Linked DNA regions of Macaca mulatta: region 1 is linked to region 2. The links are chromatin contacts, called in public Hi-C maps. All regions are on one chromosome and are shown on one strand. The core of a region is the stretch at or near the end of the contact, and the rest is flanking DNA. Distances in the headings are between cores, read along the strand shown. Region 1 holds the start of CCDC90B (coiled-coil domain containing 90B). Region 2 holds the start of ANKRD42 (ankyrin repeat domain 42).

Region 1 (3,280 bases), core at 449-2,948, 100 kb after region 2:
AGAAGAGATTTAAAGTTTCTCCAAGCACACTCAGATTCAAGTGGGAAAACTTTTACGTTAAAACATTAACATTTACTTATGGTCATGTATTTCGCATTATGATATGCACTTCAAAGTTCATTCTCTAAAAACATTTAATTTTGTTTTCATTTGGATATGTGAAGCACACCTGTAAAAGTCAACAAAGATGAAAGTTGGATGATTTCCTGGAATTCAAAAGTGCTACCTCCTTTTTGTAAAATCCATCATAATGTGTATTTATGCTAAACACCCAAATACCTAACAAAAGAGACCTTGTGAATGATCCTGGCAGCTAAAGAGCAATCTTACAGACGGATGATCAACAACTGCAGTTTTGACTGCAGCTGTTACTGGTGTGGATTAAAATTAAACAATGAGCAAAACAGCACAAGTAACAATATGGAGCATAAATAACAGCGTGGAAGTGTTTGGGTACCGACTGGCTCAGGGTACCTGGCACTGAAGATTCAAGAAGGTGAACAGAGAATGCTAAGGTTGATAAGAGGTGCCTATTCGCCTATTTTGTGGACAATCTTAAAACGGTTTAAAAACTAGGAGGGAAGTTTAAAAACGGGGGGTAAAAAACGACAACAAGAAAAACCTAGCCCTAGAAACGTTTCTCGGAATAAAGTTAGATGTCTTCAGGACACCCTGTTAACAGGGGTGCCAACCGGTTGGAAACTTGTAGGTTCCAGTATTCACTTTTTTCCCCAAAGTCTACAATGTGACTGAAAAGTACTGAGAATTCCAGCGAGAATAAGGCAGACGTGATCTGAAATTTATGATGCTGTCTACCAAAAACTTGGGCTCGAGGCCAGCACCTAAAAAAACAAAATCTAAAGATCAGGCCACAAAAGAAATCAGGACACCCTCAAGCACAGATTACCTTACGCTGCCTCCAGACAAACCTACCAGATTACTAGCCTCTTGTCACCAAAAAAGGGAAACAAGGGCTGAGAAAGAAGCCGGGCGCGAAGCCCTGGCCTTCGAAGGTTCGCTTTAAGAACAGAAAGGCACTGATTTCCTCAGTCCTCGCCCCTTGGGGCGAGCTGGGCAAGTCGGGGCAGCAGGCAGCTGTGTCGCCAGCACAAGGCGTGAATCGGGGAGGAGGGCGTGGCACCTTCTCTTCCCGTTCGCTCGAGCAGGCGCGACCCACGGGCATCGTCTCCCTAGAGAGCACTCAGACATCTATGACACGACGCCTTGCCTCACCTCTCCGCAGGGCCGGCGAGAAATGCCCGCGGGGGCTTGAAACCCAACGATCCCCTCTGCCTTGGGAGAGCAAGAGCCGCCAAGCCTGGCGACTATTCATGGCCTCAGAGTTTTCCGGCGGACGGGAGGCGGAAGACGGGGTAAATCTCGCACAGGCTTTCGGGCAAGGTAGTTCTGGCACCGCAGGAATGCTGGGAATTGTAGTTTTCGCTCTGTCACAAGACCACCTTCCAGCGCGGGCGCCACAGTGGTGCCACGAAACTGGGCCTCTTCGCAGGCCGACCCACAGTTCACGAGCAATGCTCAGCGCTGTCCCACTACTCCCACCGCCCCTTCCCGACCTGTGAACGCCTTTACCGTCTTAGGAAGGCGGGATCTTGTCGGAGAACCTTCTGGCGCCTGTTTCCTGGCAGCGGCGCATAGTCCAACAGCTGGCTCCCCCAAGATTGCCAGCGGCCATTAAGCGCTTGGGTCGGGGGAGATGGAGTCGTATTTAGCCGCACAGCAGTCTGGGACCTGAAGTTCTCGGCCGCTGAGCATTCTGGGTGATTGCGTAGTGCGGAGGCCAAAGAAACCTTCTGGGAAGTGTAGTCCAGCAAGTCGTTCACTGACCGTGCAGCGTCACATCCTGCTGCTTCGCCGTCTGGTGCACGGGAGGACCAACTAATTTTAGTCGGTATATTCTTTCTTTAGGGAAGATGAATTCCTCCGTTTCTGCGAGAAATTCCTTAATTTTTCACCATTTATCCTTCCCAGACCTCACTCAAGACTTTGCTGCGCATAGTAAAATGCTGAAAGCATCAATGCACAGTAGTTGTATTAAAATGCACCAATACTCATGAATATTCTCGGTAAATCCTAAAATGGCACACAGTTGTGCGGTTGCAGTGGCTTATTCTCGCAAGATTCTAAACAATTACGGCTAGGTTTCTATCTATATGTATTCAAAGCTTTGTGAGAGCTACGTAACAAACACCATTTCTAAGGCCCGAAGCACACTGAAAGAAGAACAAAACTTAATTTCCGCCCACAAGTGCTTTAACAGACAATTCATGAAGAGGAAATATAAATCGCTATTTAAAACATTAGGATGGCCAGGAGTGGTGGCTCACACCTGTAATCCCAGCACTTTTGAGAGGCCGAGGCGGGCAGATCACCTGAGGTCGGGAGTTCGAGACCAACCTGACCAACATGAAGAGACCCTGTCTATATTAAAAATACAGAATTAGCCAGGCGTGGTGGCACATACCTGTAATCCCAGCTACTCGGGAGGCTGAGGCAGGAGAATCGCTTGAACTCTGGAGGCGGAGGTTGCAGTGAGTCGAGATCACACCATTGCACTCCAGCCTGGCCGACAGAGCGAGATTCCATCTAAAAAAAAAAAAAAAAGGGAAAAAAGTTTAATCTCACCAGTTTCAAAAAACAAAAAGCAAAACCCTAGAGTATGTCGAGGTTTGGGGTCCCAACGATCCCAACAGGATGTAAGCATAGTACTCAACAGGTGCTTCTTCAGCTCACACCCCTCTGTGCCTCTCCCCCTTTCCTCATCTAATGATATTCAGTGTCTCTTGTTTCCATGTTTACCATCATATAGTCAATGTTTAGCTCCTAAGTGAGAACATGTGTGTTTGGTTTTCTGTTCTTGGTATTAGGTTGCATAGGATAATGGCCCCCAACTCCATCCATGTTGCTATAAAGATTATAATTTCCCTATTTGTATTGCTGCATAATATTCCATGGTGTATATGTGCCACATTTTCTTTATCCAGTCCACTGTTGATGGGCACTTAAGTTGATTTCATGTCCTTGCTATCGTGAATGGCACCACAATGAACACACAATTCCATGTGTTCTTTTTTTTTTTTTTTTTGTCTTGAGACAGGGTTTCGCTGCGTCACCCAGGCTGGAGTACAGTCGTGCATGGCTCACTGCCGCCTCAACTTCCTGGGTTAACTGATCCTCCTGCCTCAGCCTTCAAGTAACTGTGACTACAGGTGTGTGCTACCACAACTGGCTAATTTTTGTATGCTTTGTAGAGATGGGGACT
Region 2 (3,169 bases), core at 451-2,950:
AGAAGTTTATTCTTTTCCTTAGAGGTAGAATGTAATATAGCCCCCTGGTCTGGAGGCCTGGGTTAGGAAAGAATATTAACTGCTTATTTCTCCTCTATGCACGGAGAGGCTTATCTGTGTTCCATGGTTTCACATTCCTTGAGGCACGGCGAGGTCTTGCTTCCCTCCCCAGCGCGGCTGTAAAGTCACAAGGTTGATAAGCAATTACTACAAAAGCATGTATTCCCAAGGATATAAGACATGTGCTGTAACAAATGTAAAAGAGTAATTATCTGCCTTTGTTCTTGCTTCTGCAAGCAGGCTTCCTGCAGCACGAAACTCCCCCCACAAACTGCTTAAAAGGTAACTGATCCCTTTGTTCCGGACTCAGTCTTTCTGGACCCTAGTCCGACTGAGCCAGTGATCACCTTAATAATAAAGAGCTCTCCTGAACTCTGTTCGGCCTCTCCCGTCTCTCTCATTTGTCCCGCAACACTAGCAGTGTATCCTCAGGCAATTTACTTTTTTGTTCCTTGTTTCTCTCTCTGTAAAAAGGAAGAGGAATACTTATTTTGGCAGGTTATAAGAATTGAGTCAAACTCATTTATGTTAGTATAAAAAAATGAACAAGAAAACTAATATAAAGCACTTAGATCAGTACCAGGCAGATCACAGGAACTCAATAAATGGAAATTAGTAATATTACAAAAGGTGATGGAAGTCAAAGACAATTTACTGTACCTCAAGAGAGTAGAGGTAGGATCAGGAGAATTCCCCAAATGTGTTCACAGACAAAAACTGGGGGAAAGGCAGGGTAGTTTCCTGGTAAGACGAACAGCACATGACAAGGCACAGAGATACTAAAAAGTATGCTATGTTTCTAGGACCAGTTCGTTATTCCAGAAGGGAGAAGGCAATAAGGGTGGAAAAACTGGGCCGAGAGGGGAATCTGGGTTGGTGATGCCTCTGGTGGGCAGATAATTCTTACTAATTTCTGTATTTTCTGCTGCTGGTACAAAACGTGACCCATATGTTTCCAACAAATGATGAAACAATTCATTCCTGTTGTTAAGCAATAGGGTTGTAGAGAAATATTTGAGCAGTAAACATGCTACAGTGAAAGGAACCCCGGATTTGGAGCCAGGAGACCTGAAGCAGTCTTTTGACTAATGACCTGTGTTTTTATAATGGTTTTACAACTTACCTGCTGCCTGGCCTTACCAACGTACCGACATATTGAGTCTCTTGACCTATAAAATAGGGGTAACATCTAACAAGCGATTATTTAAGAGTTGACGCTAGTAAAGTACTCAATAAAAACAGCGGCTGCAGCTGCTAAACTCTCCTTTAGGTCTTTTTCCATACTTGCGAAATGACAGGGTTACAAATTTCCTTCCAACCACCACTGAGAAAGTATACTAGGTTTGCTCAAGGACAAAAAGGCCCCGCCCGGTCCGCGCCACACAGGTCACCTACGCAGAATGCAGTCCTGGGAGGTTCCACTTGTGTCGCTCAGCGATGGAGGGCGCGATCGATGACAGGCCACTCCAGAGACGGACCTAGATAGGCTCGTGTGAGGCCGAGCCGAATTTTACCGAAAACCAGTTCACACCACCACCCGATTTGTCCAGACGAAAAGCCAAGAAACAGCTGAGGGAAAGGAAACCGGAAATGGCGTGAGCCGTGAGGAACGGGAAATGACCTCAGCACGTCGGAAGTGTACTCGTTTCCAAGGCGACGGCCTTGCTGCCTCTCCAGCCAAGTGACTGGAGTCGGGAGGCTGGAAAGCAGCTCCGAGAAAGTACCAGCCGAAGGCGGCCGCCGCCACAGCGACTCTCAGGGAGTAGCAGACGAAGACGGCGGCCGCCGCACTAGCCACCACGTGTGGAGGATAAACGGCCTACACGGCCATTCCAGCGCCGAGTCAAGGGAAAGAGTTAGCGACGACGGGGAAAGAAAACGTGAAGAGGGTGACCGCCGCTCCAGGGTCGCTGCGGGAAGCCTAAGTGGAGACGCCGGCTTGTCCCGCAGTGACTTGAGAAGGGTCAGTGAAAACCTCGGCCACTGCCGCAGCGTCTCTGGGGAGAGAGTTAGGGGGGATAGTGGCCGCAGTCACAGAAACTCTTGGGAGAGAGTTAGGGGAGACCGCAGCTTCTGCAGCAGCGACGTGAATTTTAGTGAAGTTGGAGGCCACCAAACTGCCGACTCCAGGGGAACTACCAGAGAAGACCGAGGCCTCCGCCTAAGTGGTACTTGGGAGGGAGTCAGTGACGTCCGGGACCCGCGAACTAGTGACTTCGGGTATAGAGTCAGAGACGATCGCAGTCGCCGCCTCAGTGGCTCCTGGGAGGGAGGGAGTGTCGATGGCGGCCACAGCCTCGGTAGTTCTTGGGAGGGAGTAAGTGAAGACTGCGGCTACGCAGCCAGCGACTCCTCCGGTGTGAGCGGCAGTGAAGACGCCAGCTGCCGCCTCAGTGGCGTTTGGGAGAGAGAAAGTGAAGACGAAGGTTTCTGCTGCAGCTTCTGGGAGAGAGCAAGAGAGGACCTTGGGCCCCGTCCTAGTGACGACGGAGAAGAGGGCCGCTGCCCCTGCAGTGGCTCGTGGGTGAGAGCAAGTGAAGACCGCGGCAGCATCAGGGGCCTGGACTCAACTACTCCCCAGAGTCGGAGGTGTTGCACCATGCCCGGGGTGGCTAATTCAGGCCCCTCCACTTCCTCTAGGGAGACTGCAAACCCCTGTGAGTCAGACTATGTCGTTGGCCCTCATCTCTGCCACATTCCTTTTCTTACTTAAGCGTGCAACAGTCTTAGCCCTTTCTGGCATTTCCTTTTCTCAGGTGTCGCTCCCCGTTTCCCTTTCTAATTTGTTTTTGGAGATACCAAAGCTGTCAACTTTCCCCTGTTCTGTATTATTTCAGCTTTCTTTCCTTTTTTCCATCCACACCAGTCCTCCGGGTCTTCTTGCCCAGCTTAACATCAACTCTTGTTCAGTCTTACGGACTCTTTTAAGTTCTTCCTTGGCTTCCCTGAAGCATTTGACCCTGTGGAGACGACAAATTAGTACTTACTTAGTTTTCTTCTTTCACTCCATTGAGTGACCCTTTCCTTTGCCGTTTTCTTTTCTTCTGCCCTCTTAAATGCAGCTTTCCCTCCTTGATGATGCCATCATTGGTTCTCTTCTTCTTGTCAT

The links. A called contact is a pair of places that touch in the nucleus more often than the background predicts.
Region 1: a Hi-C map of cortical neurons shows a contact between it and region 2, with 4 times the contacts expected there. The contact joins the promoter of CCDC90B here to the promoter of ANKRD42 in region 2. A contact is called at or near these places in 2 of 14 Hi-C or Micro-C datasets (cortical neurons and fetal cortex germinal zone).

What each region holds. Positions count from the first base shown.
Region 1 is chr14:83,822,900-83,826,179 of T2T-MMU8v2.0, forward strand. CCDC90B (coiled-coil domain containing 90B) reads right to left here and starts at 1,699. Exons shown (of 9, transcript NM_001260811.1): 1 at 1,234-1,699. The coding sequence starts at 1,333.
Region 2 is chr14:83,721,073-83,724,241 of T2T-MMU8v2.0, forward strand. ANKRD42 (ankyrin repeat domain 42) reads left to right here and starts at 1,701. Exons shown (of 11, transcript XM_077964118.1): 1 at 1,701-2,717. The coding sequence starts at 2,660. LOC106993411 (a long non-coding RNA gene) reads right to left here and starts at 1,657. Exons shown (of 3, transcript XR_013404239.1): 1 at 1,456-1,657; 2 at 408-524; 3 at 1-177.